Regions from separate parts of the Mus musculus genome. Here region 2 is linked to region 1. A link is a contact called in public promoter capture Hi-C data. All regions are on one chromosome and are shown on one strand. The core of a region is the stretch at or near the end of the contact, and the rest is flanking DNA. Distances in the headings are between cores, read along the strand shown.

Region 1 (4,792 bases), core at 1,054-3,553:
TTTACAATATTGTGTGTGGTGTATGTGAGCTTATCAGTGTCTCATCCAACCTGTGGAGGTCAGAGGATAACCTCTAGTGTCAGTCTTTATCTCCCACCTTGAATAAGACCACATCCCTTTTTTGTTTTGTTTTGTTTTGTTTTGTTTTGTTTTGTTTTGTTTTACAAGACAGGGTTTCTCTGTGTAGCCCTGGTTGTCCTGGAACTCACTCTGTAGACCAGGCTGGCCTCAAACTCAGAGATCTGCCTTCCTCTGCCTCCCGAGTGCTGGGATTAAAGAGTGAGTTCCAGGACAGCCAGGGCTATATAGAGAAGCCCTGTCTCGAAAAACAAAAACAAACAAACAAACAAACAAAGAGTTCAAAGCTGGGGCTGGAGAGATTGCTCAGTGGTTAAGAGCACTGGCTGCTCTTCCAGAGGTCCTGAGTTCAATTCTCAGCAACCACCTGGTGGCTCACAACCATCTCTAATGGGATCTGATGCCCTCTTCTGGTGTGTGTCTAAAGACAGCTACAGTGCACTCACATAAATAAAATTAATAAATAAATCTTTAAAAAAAAGAGAGAGAGAGTTCAAAGCTGGGGCTGGCGAGATGGCTCAGCGGTTAAGAGCACCGACTGGCTCACATCCCTTTTTCATTGCAGCATATACCAGGCTGGGGGAGTCTGTCTTTGCTTCCTATCTCTAGGTGTGAGTGCTGGGATTGAAGACATGCTGACTACCAAATCTGGCTTTCTAAAGAACCAAATTTAAATCCTCACATTTGCAGTCCACTGGTTGGTCTGGAGCTGCTATGTAGATCAGCCTAGCCTCAACTCACAGATCCACCTGCCTCTGCCTTCCAAGTGCTGCTATTAAAGGCATATTAAAGGCATGTGTAACCATACTGGGATTTATTCTAATTTTTTTTTTTTTTGAGGTAGAGTCCTGCTATGTGGTCCAGACTGGCTTTGAACTCTGTTTTTTTTTTTTTAAAGATTTATTTATTATTATATCTTAGTACATTGTAGCTATCTTCAGACACACTAGAGGAGGGCATGTGGTTGCTGGGATTTGAACTCAGAACCTTTGGAAGAGAAGTCAGTGTTCTTAACTGCTGAGCCATCTCGCCAGCCCCAGCTTTGAACTCTCTCTCTTTTTTTAAAGATTTATTTATTAATTTTATTTATGTGAGTGCACTGTAGCTGTCTTCAAACACACACCAGAAGAGGGCATCAGATCCCATTAGAGATGGTTGTGAGCCACCAGGTGGTTGCTGAAAATTGAACTCAGGACCTCTGGAAGAGTAGTCAGTGCTCTTAACCACTGAGCCATCTCTCCAGCCCCAGCTTTGAACTCTTTTTTGTTTGTTTGTTTGTTTGTTTGTTTTTGTTTTTTGAGACAGGGTTTCTCTATATAGCCCTGGCTGTCCTGGAACTCACTCTGTAGACCAGGCTGGCCTCCAACTCAGAGATCTTCCTGCCTCTGCCTCCAGAGTGCTGGGATTAAAGCTCTGGGCAGCCATCATCACCCAGCATCAGCCTTGGTTTTTGACCCAGGATATCTTCATTGGGATATGGGTTTGTTGGTTAGATAAGTGTGGGTCTGAGCAAGGCCCAGAAAACCTTCTCCCAAGTGCTGGGATTACAAATCTGCACTACAAATTTGTTTGTTTGTTTGTTTTGTTTTTGTTTTAAATAGGAATATAGATATTAAACTCAGGCAAGCACTTTACTGAGCCATCTTTTCAGTCCTTGACGGTTTTGAGACAGGATCTCATTCGTAGTAATTCTCCTACTTCAGCCTTGTGAAGGCATGAATGCTGGGATTACAGGCACGAGCTCATAAATTTAGGTTTGCTTCTGTTAACAGGATCTCATGTAACCCAGGCTGGCCTTTAACTTTTGATTCCTTTCACTTATTTTTGTCCAAAAGCTGTGATTACAGGCATAGCCCACCATGATCAATTTGAGTCTTGCATCTTACATAAGGATTTGAGAATGTGTCAGGAGAGGAGAGGGCAGAGAGGAGTCCTTCCTCTTTTTCTGTCCAGGAGGAAAGTCTAGCTTTCTTTTGTTTTATTTTTTTCGCCTCAATAGGTAGTGAGCTCCATGTGTTGTTATTTTAAAGTAGTATCTTTATTTCACCACACCATCGATGCTGGAATCCCGGTGACAACTCGATCCAGATCCGCTTCATAAATGACCGCGTGGACATCCTCGAGGAATCAAAACACCCGCCACTTTTCTTTTTTTTTCTTTTTCCTCTCCGGGATTGATTGGCGTCTCCATCACGTGATGGGGCAGCGAGCGGGCCTTGGAGTCTTCGGTATCCACGTGGTCTCCCGCAAAGCACGGAGGTGGCACTGCGCAGGCGCGGCTCTCTGCGCAGGCGCAAGCGCGTCCCCGGTGCACGGACTCGCTGCTGGCGGTTAGCGAGAGCGGGAGCGGGTGAGCTGAAAGCCGGCGCCATGGTAGAGAAGGAGGAGGCTGGCGGCGGCGGCGGCGGTGGCATCAGCGAGGAGGAGGCAGCGCAGTATGACCGACAGATCCGCCTGTGGGGACTGGAGGCCCAGAAGCGGTGAGGGGCGCCGCGGGCATCCTGCGGGCCGGCGTGTGGGCCCTGAGGGAGTGGGTGCGGCCCTGTTGTGGAGCGGAGGCGGGATTGCTGCACTTGGGTTTCCTAGTGCTTCAGAACTGACGAATGGACGGTGTTTCTGCAAAGTACCGGAGGTGGAGATGTCCCCTGTGTAGTATTGAGAGTGTCCTTGGAGGAGGCGGGGGAGAGGGAGGATTTGAACTTGAGGCTCCCTCGGTGTCAGTACCTGGTGATGGTGGGATTTAGGTGAGGCTTGTAGGGTCTAAGTGGGGTGAGCATTAGTGCAAAATAGGGGGGTGGCGGGCTGAGCTCATTAATTTCTATGCATGGGAACCTGTGTTGGACGCCCTGGGGACTTGACAAACCCCACAGGCTCCTCTAGAGGAGTGCTTGAGGGCAAGTCCTGACAAAGGGACCCCTGGAGAGGCGCAGAGTGGCCCAATTTATTCAGCACACAGCTACAGACGTTGGGTTGTTTGTTTGTTTGTTTGTTTTTCTTTCCCCTTCCCCCAGACCAGGTTTCTCTCTGTGGCCCTGGCTGTCCTGGGCCTCGCTCTGTAGACGATCTCAAACTCAGAGATCTGCCTGCTTCTGCATCCCGAATGAGTACAGGGATTAAAAAGGCACGTGCCATCACGCCTGGCTTCCTTAACATATTCAAGTTATAAATTATATTTTGTGGGGATATGGTTGTTCATATTTTTAATTCTAGTACTCCTGAGGCAGAGGCAGGAGTATGTCTGTGAGTTCGAGGTTAGTCTGAGCTATGTAGTTCCAACACAGCCAGGGCTACCACAGTGAGATCCTGACTCAAATCAAAACAAACTCCAAAGGTAATTGTTTTTATAGCTTAGGCTGGCTTTGAACTTGCAGAGATCTTACTTGTCTTAAGTGCTGAGATAAATACATGCATCATCACACATTGGCTCCCTAGGCATTTTTGGGGGGAGCATTTTTTGGGGGAGAGGTTTTAGAATTTTATGTTTTGACTTCTCTGTACGTTTTCCATGGTGTTGATGTGGATGCCAAAGGACAACTTTGTGAAGTCAGTTCCTTTATGTAGATTTTTGAGGTCTAAACTCAGGTTGCCAGGTGTCCCCCAGGCATTTGAGACAAGCACTTTACTTGGTGAGGCATCTTACTTGGGCTCCTTGAGCATTTTTTATTGAACTAAATAGGCTCCTTCCCAACTTGAAGCTTATGTTTTGATGGGGACTAAGAGCAATATTCATAAATAATAAAGTTCCATAGTGATAAGGCTCTAGGGTAGTGTCGTACATACACCTGACATTGCAGCACTTAGGAGGCTGAGGATGGAGGAGTGGGCTCAAAGTTAATCTTCAGTACAGAGTAGTTCAATGCCATCGTGAGTTGTACAGGGACACCTAACCTCAAAAACCAAAACACGGGCTGGTGAGATGGCTCAGTGAGTAAGAGCACCTGACTGCTCTTCTGAAGCTCCGGAGTTCAAATCCCAGCAACCACATGGTGGCTCACAACCATCCATAACGAAATCTGACACCCTCTTCTGGAGTGTCTGAAGATAGCGACAGTATACTTACATATAATAAGTAAATAAATACAATCTTAAAAAACAAAAACACTGTCAGGCATGGTGATACAAGCTTTGATCCTATCAGAGGCAGGCTAGGTCTACATAAACACCCCAATCAAACCAGAAAGCTGGACATTGTAATCCCAGTATTCAGGAGGCTGAGGAGGGAGGGAGACACCATATAAGCAAGATGTGTTAGTGCATGTCTGTAATCTTAGCCCTTGAAAGGTAAGTGCAGGAAGATCAGAAGTTCAAGGCCTTGGCATGGTGGCATATACCTTTATTCCCAGTGAGCTTTAGGCCACATGATCTACATAATGAGACCCTTACTTTTAAAGTGGGGAGGGTAGGACCGAGAGAGCAGCTCTTGGAAGTAGGGTCAGATTTCATTCCCCCTCAACCACGTGATGACTCACAACCACCTGTAACTCTGGTTGCAGGGAATCTGAAATCTTCTGGCCTCTGTGGGCACTGCGCATACATACATATGTGTATATGTGTTGCACATACATACACTCAGATGTGCACACATATAGAGTCTCTGAAGAAAAAAGGGAATGAATATACTTTATTATACTGAGACGTAAATGAGATAGCACATGTACAACTCCTATGCCCAGCAGACTTCAGTAGATTCTCTGTGATTAGACAAGTCTGAATA
Region 2 (4,751 bases), core at 32-2,531, 290 kb after region 1:
TCTGATGGCAAACAACAAGGGATGGCTTCATCCTCTCCCTCCCCTTCATGTCTTTCTGTCCTCACCCAGCTTATAACAGTCTCTCCCAGAGCTTTCCCCAACTTCCTGGTTGTCTTCTGTATCCTTCCATCCTTGCTTTGGAGGCTTCTGATTTTGTGTCCTACCCCTGCACAGCTCTTCCTCAACACCTGCCTGGACCTTTCCCCAGTGTTCCTCTCTGCCTGTTCCTTCAAGAGCTTTGCCTGCTGCCATGTAGTGTCGTCTCCCCCTACCCCCTCCTATATCCCAAGGCTCTGGCCCTCTCCCCAGACCCCTCAAGCACTCCAATTCCTACCATCTTGGTTTCCCCATCAGCATCTTACACTCTCTGAGTCTGCTTCTTCCTGCCTGATGAGCCTTTCAGAGGGCCAGACTCAATTCTGAGCACAGTACACATAGTTTATACTCATAACAAACTTCTGCAGTTAGTTTTTACCAACAAGCCCTTTCAGAGAGACCTACTCCCTTAAGATAAAGAAACCTCGGAATCGCATCCCAAGCATGGGTTCTGCTGCTCCTAAGTTAATATGGCTGAAGATGGCAAACTTGCATAAACTTTGTGTGAGGTATTTGCCACCTCCTGGGTGTGTTCAGACTCCAGACTTGAGGACCACCTAGTAGGCGGTGGTCCTACCACCCTAATGATTCTCTTGTGTGCCTCATCCTCCCATCACCATTGTCTTGGCTAAAACCAGTGTCACTGTCCATTCATGCTTGTTCCCCAAGCACAAGTCTCCACCTCTCAGTCCAGGCCTCGCCATCAGTCACTCTTAGCAGGGCCCCACTCACCCTCACACCTCGTACTCCGGCTCATCATGCCCAAGGACGCCCCAGCCCGGGTCCCCTCGGTCTGGTGTCCTCACCCCGGCAGCCTGGGCCGCACAGATCCACGGGCACCGGCCTGGGAAAGGCGCGGCCACCAGTCAGCGGGTGTCGTCAGCCATAGGGCCACGGCCAGGGCCTGCAAGGCCGCTGAGGGGCTCCCAAAGTGCAGAGCAGAAGAGCCCGCTCTTCCCCGCCTTGGGCCCAGCCTCGCCCATTGCTCACCCAAAGAGGCCGGAGAAGAAGGACTGCGAGTTCTTCACCTTGCGCTCCGCTTCAGCCAGCAGCGCCATAGCCTCAGCCTGCTTCCCGGAGTTGTCCATGACGTCGCGCAGCTGCTCGGCTCAGGCCCGACACAGCCTGGCGACGACTCACAGGCCCCGGACACCGCGCACTCAGCGGAGCTCCGCCCGCTGCGTTGACGTCACCCAGGCCTGCCACCCCACGTGAACCCTGCGAACCAACCAGTGGGCTCAAGCTGCGAGGCACTCTCCTCCCGGCACGCCCCCTCCGGCTACCGCACTCAGCACCTTGACCCCCCCCCCCCCAACACGTGAGCACACGCCGCTAGCCTCCTGGAACCCCCACAAGCGCATTGCCACGTGACACCAAATAAGCCAATCATAAGCCCGAACCGCCAAGAGCCCACCGCCCCCAAAGCGCGACCTTTGACTCCCTCCAACCAATCAGCAGGCTCTATAGACTTGTTCTGCCACGCCTCGGCGGAACTGGGTCACACTAATCACCTGACCAGTGTCGCGGCGCTCATGTGACGCCTCTAGGTTCATGCTCCAGGTTTGACTGACCCAGCAGTTTAGCTCCGCCTCCTGTTTCGCTTTACGTCATAGTCACTTGGGAAAAAACTGTGCAGTGAAAACGAACCTTCTTACTCCCTCTGGCGATCGTCTCTAGAATTGGCTTGGGGAATCCAGAAGGTCTCCATTTCTAGCTGGATGGCTCAGCTGCTAAAGGCATTTGCTACCAAGTTTAACAACCATATTCCTATTCCTGGGACCCACATAGTAGAAGGTGAGAACTAGCTCCTCCAAATTGTTCTCTAACCTACACACACAATGCCTTTAGGGAGTATCTTGCAGTGCCACACACAGAATGTCACTAGATACTCAGTCCCATGTAAAAAGCTGGGTGTGTCAGCGGGCACCTGTAACAGGAATGGGTGGGTGGGAGACAGGCATATGCCTGGAGCTTGCTGGCCAGCCAGTCTGGCAGAATCAATGAGTTCCAGGGCCAGAGAGAGACCTGGTTTCGAAAACTAAGGTGCAGAACAACTGAAGAAGACTCCTGACATCAACCTCTGGCCTACACACACACACACACACACACACACACACACACACACAGTTAAAAATTAGTGGAAAAGTCTAAATAAAGCATGGACAGTCAGTTATTGACAGTGGTTCAGTATCTGTACTAAATACACTATGCTATAGTAAGAGCAACATCTTACTATAGGACAGAAACTGCTATGTGGGAACTAGCATAGGCTAGTTTTCTGTAAATCTACAGTTATTCTAAAGGTCAGTCCCCAGGGCCCTGCCCACAGTGATTCCAATCCCTATAGTGTGCTGTGGTGCAGGAATCTGTATCTCTTCTTTACTGAACTTCGCTGATTAGCAGGGAACATTTGAGGAAAGTGTTATGTGAGTTGGGTGTTGGGGACAGGAAAAGGCAAAAGACATCTTCCTCTGACCCTTTCCCATTGAACACTTCCCCAAATGTACCTGTGCTCATCATGACTGTACACTGACCTCAGAGCTGGTGAGTCTGGATGGCCACAAGCAGATATGGTTCCACTTCCATTTGCTGCAACGTGTCATCCTTTTGGAGCAATGAGCTATGCAGCAATGGATGACTATATGCCCTCAACCCATAAGGCCAGAACTGCATTTCCACTCATGGAGTTGGGTCACTCAGGGTAGAGCAGTGGAATGAATGCTCACTGCATAGCAATGCTCAGGTCACTGGGAACACCCACCAAGCAAAGTGCATTTCCTAATTTACCAGCTACACACATTGGGAAAAAATGTTCAAGTAGGAAGGAAGACAGCCATTCTGGTTCTGGGGCTGCCTTGTACCCCTCATTTCCCTCAAACAGGATGTCTCAACAGCTCCAAAATCAATTTCCTCCCTGCCTTTAAGCTTTAGCTGAGATGTTGAGACCTTCTGTGTAGTGCTGGGATCGGGCCCTGGGTACAGGAGTTGAGGCATGGCTCTTGCAGGCTGGGGTTGGTATAGATGTCCCTGACCTTACATAGGCTGCAGCAAAGGCACCATTCTGCCTGCTGTTACGGTCTTCCTCCTTCATTTCAGGTTGAGCAGCTACATCCACACATGCATTTCTGGCTTTAGTCTAACCAACCCAACCCTTCCCATTTTCATGGCCAAATCATGCCTACTGTCATTACTTTCTCACGAGTGCACTCATTCACAGCTGCTAGAAGACCCCTCCTAAAATGAAGCTCTTTGATGAAGGGGCTTTCATTGCTGTGTGTGTATATGCCCATCTACAAGAGAAGAGCTGGTGTGTGGTGCTAAAGAGAGCACAGATGACTGTGTGCCCACCTTCTCCCCTCTCTCTGCTCACCTCCTGGTCCCAACTATGGCCCTGAAGCTTCTGCAGAGCACACAGGCTTGGAAGTTGGAGGACAGCTCTTTAAGAACCCAATTTAATAAGATATAAGCAGACACGTAAAAAATACACCTAACAATATACAGTCTTTGCAAGACTAGGGATGGTGGGAATGCAGAGAGGCCCTGCCCAAGGAGGGCCCAGCTCACTGTGTCTCAGGTGTCCTTACTGATTCTTTCTAACCAATGTCAGTCCCATGCCAGCTCAGATCTAAATGCCACTTAGACCAAACCTTCTGCCTCCCAGGGTCCCCTCCAAGTGACTGGGACGGCAAGTAAGCAACTATTAACCAGGAGATAATGGAGCTTCTGATGACCCACATGACTGCAGAGCTACCTGGAGGGCTTCTGCCTGTTCATGTCCAAATGCTAGCAAGGCTGGAAGTGAGAGGACAGAGAGGATAAGAGGGCCCCAAACACTTCTGAGAGGCCCAGGGCACTGGTTCAGAGCTGAATTCCCCTCTCCTTGCAGACCAAATTCTAGCAAGAAGTCACCACTGCAAGGGGCCCATGTCGGCCCCCAGCTCCTCTTCTTCCTCCTCCTCTTCCTCCTTCAGTGGGTAGGGCTTCACAGGCCACTTCACCCTAACGGGTTCCACATGCTCCTGGAGGCGGTGGCGCTTCATGTGGGCATTCCGACTCTTGATCTTGTCGAACACCCTGAGGAGTCAAAGGATGTGGGTCAGAGCCAGAGGAGCTTGGGAAGCAAGTCAGGCCAGAGGGTGAAGGTCCAGAGGGAAGGCTGGTACCTCTCACACTCTCTGCAAGGGAACACGCCCTGGCTCTCCACACTCCCTGGAGGCTCAGGAGTGCGCTTGGGGGCTGCACTTGGGCTGGAGTGAAGGATAGACTCTCTCCTGTAACTCTTGGTCTTTATCTTTAACTCAGGAGTTGGACGGTGGGTAGGTCTCTCTCGAGGGCTGCAAGTCACCTACAGAGAGGGTAAAGATGACCTAAGACACTGGTGTGGGACCATGTCTTCTTCAGGGAAACCTTCCCTTGAGAGCCTCCACCACCCTCTGACTGGACCACAGAAGTACCCAGACCACTTCATCATGCATCTTCTACCTTGTCTTCAGTCCTTTCTACTTCATCCAGCTCTCTTCTGCCCCTCTTCTCCAGCCCAGGAGCTCGGCCACAATCAAACTTAACCATCTTTTTCCAGATGTAGTAGTACTCGACACACTGTGCTACACTTTTAGTCTGGATCTAGTGGGAAGGAAGATACAGAAGCAGGTTGT

What was found. Promoter capture Hi-C pulls out the DNA fragments that hold promoters and counts their contacts.
Region 2: a contact with region 1 is called in a promoter capture Hi-C map of hippocampal neurons, with 2.5 times the contacts expected there. The contact joins the promoter of Napa here to the promoter of Sae1 in region 1. A contact is called at or near these places in 6 of 39 promoter capture datasets (cranial neural crest, hippocampal neurons, liver and 2 more), 6 of 484 Hi-C or Micro-C datasets (CD4 T cells, cerebral cortex, embryonic stem cells and 1 more), 4 of 115 datasets of contacts at active chromatin or transcription factors (the HPC-7 cell line, bone marrow-derived macrophages, microglia and 1 more) and 3 of 9 other capture datasets (adipose tissue, liver and macrophages).

What each region holds. Positions count from the first base shown.
Region 1 is chr7:16,385,407-16,390,198 of GRCm38.p6, reverse strand. It overlaps Sae1 (SUMO1 activating enzyme subunit 1), which reads left to right and starts at 2,303. Exons shown (of 9, transcript NM_019748.3): 1 at 2,303-2,558. The coding sequence starts at 2,449.
Region 2 is chr7:16,095,110-16,099,860 of GRCm38.p6, reverse strand. It overlaps Napa (N-ethylmaleimide sensitive fusion protein attachment protein alpha), which reads right to left and starts at 1,281. Exons shown (of 11, transcript NM_025898.4): 1 at 1,087-1,281. The coding sequence starts at 1,184. Zfp541 (zinc finger protein 541) reads right to left here. Exons shown (of 16, transcript NM_001099277.2): 14 at 4,579-4,719; 15 at 4,260-4,441; 16 at 3,527-4,170. The coding sequence ends at 4,002.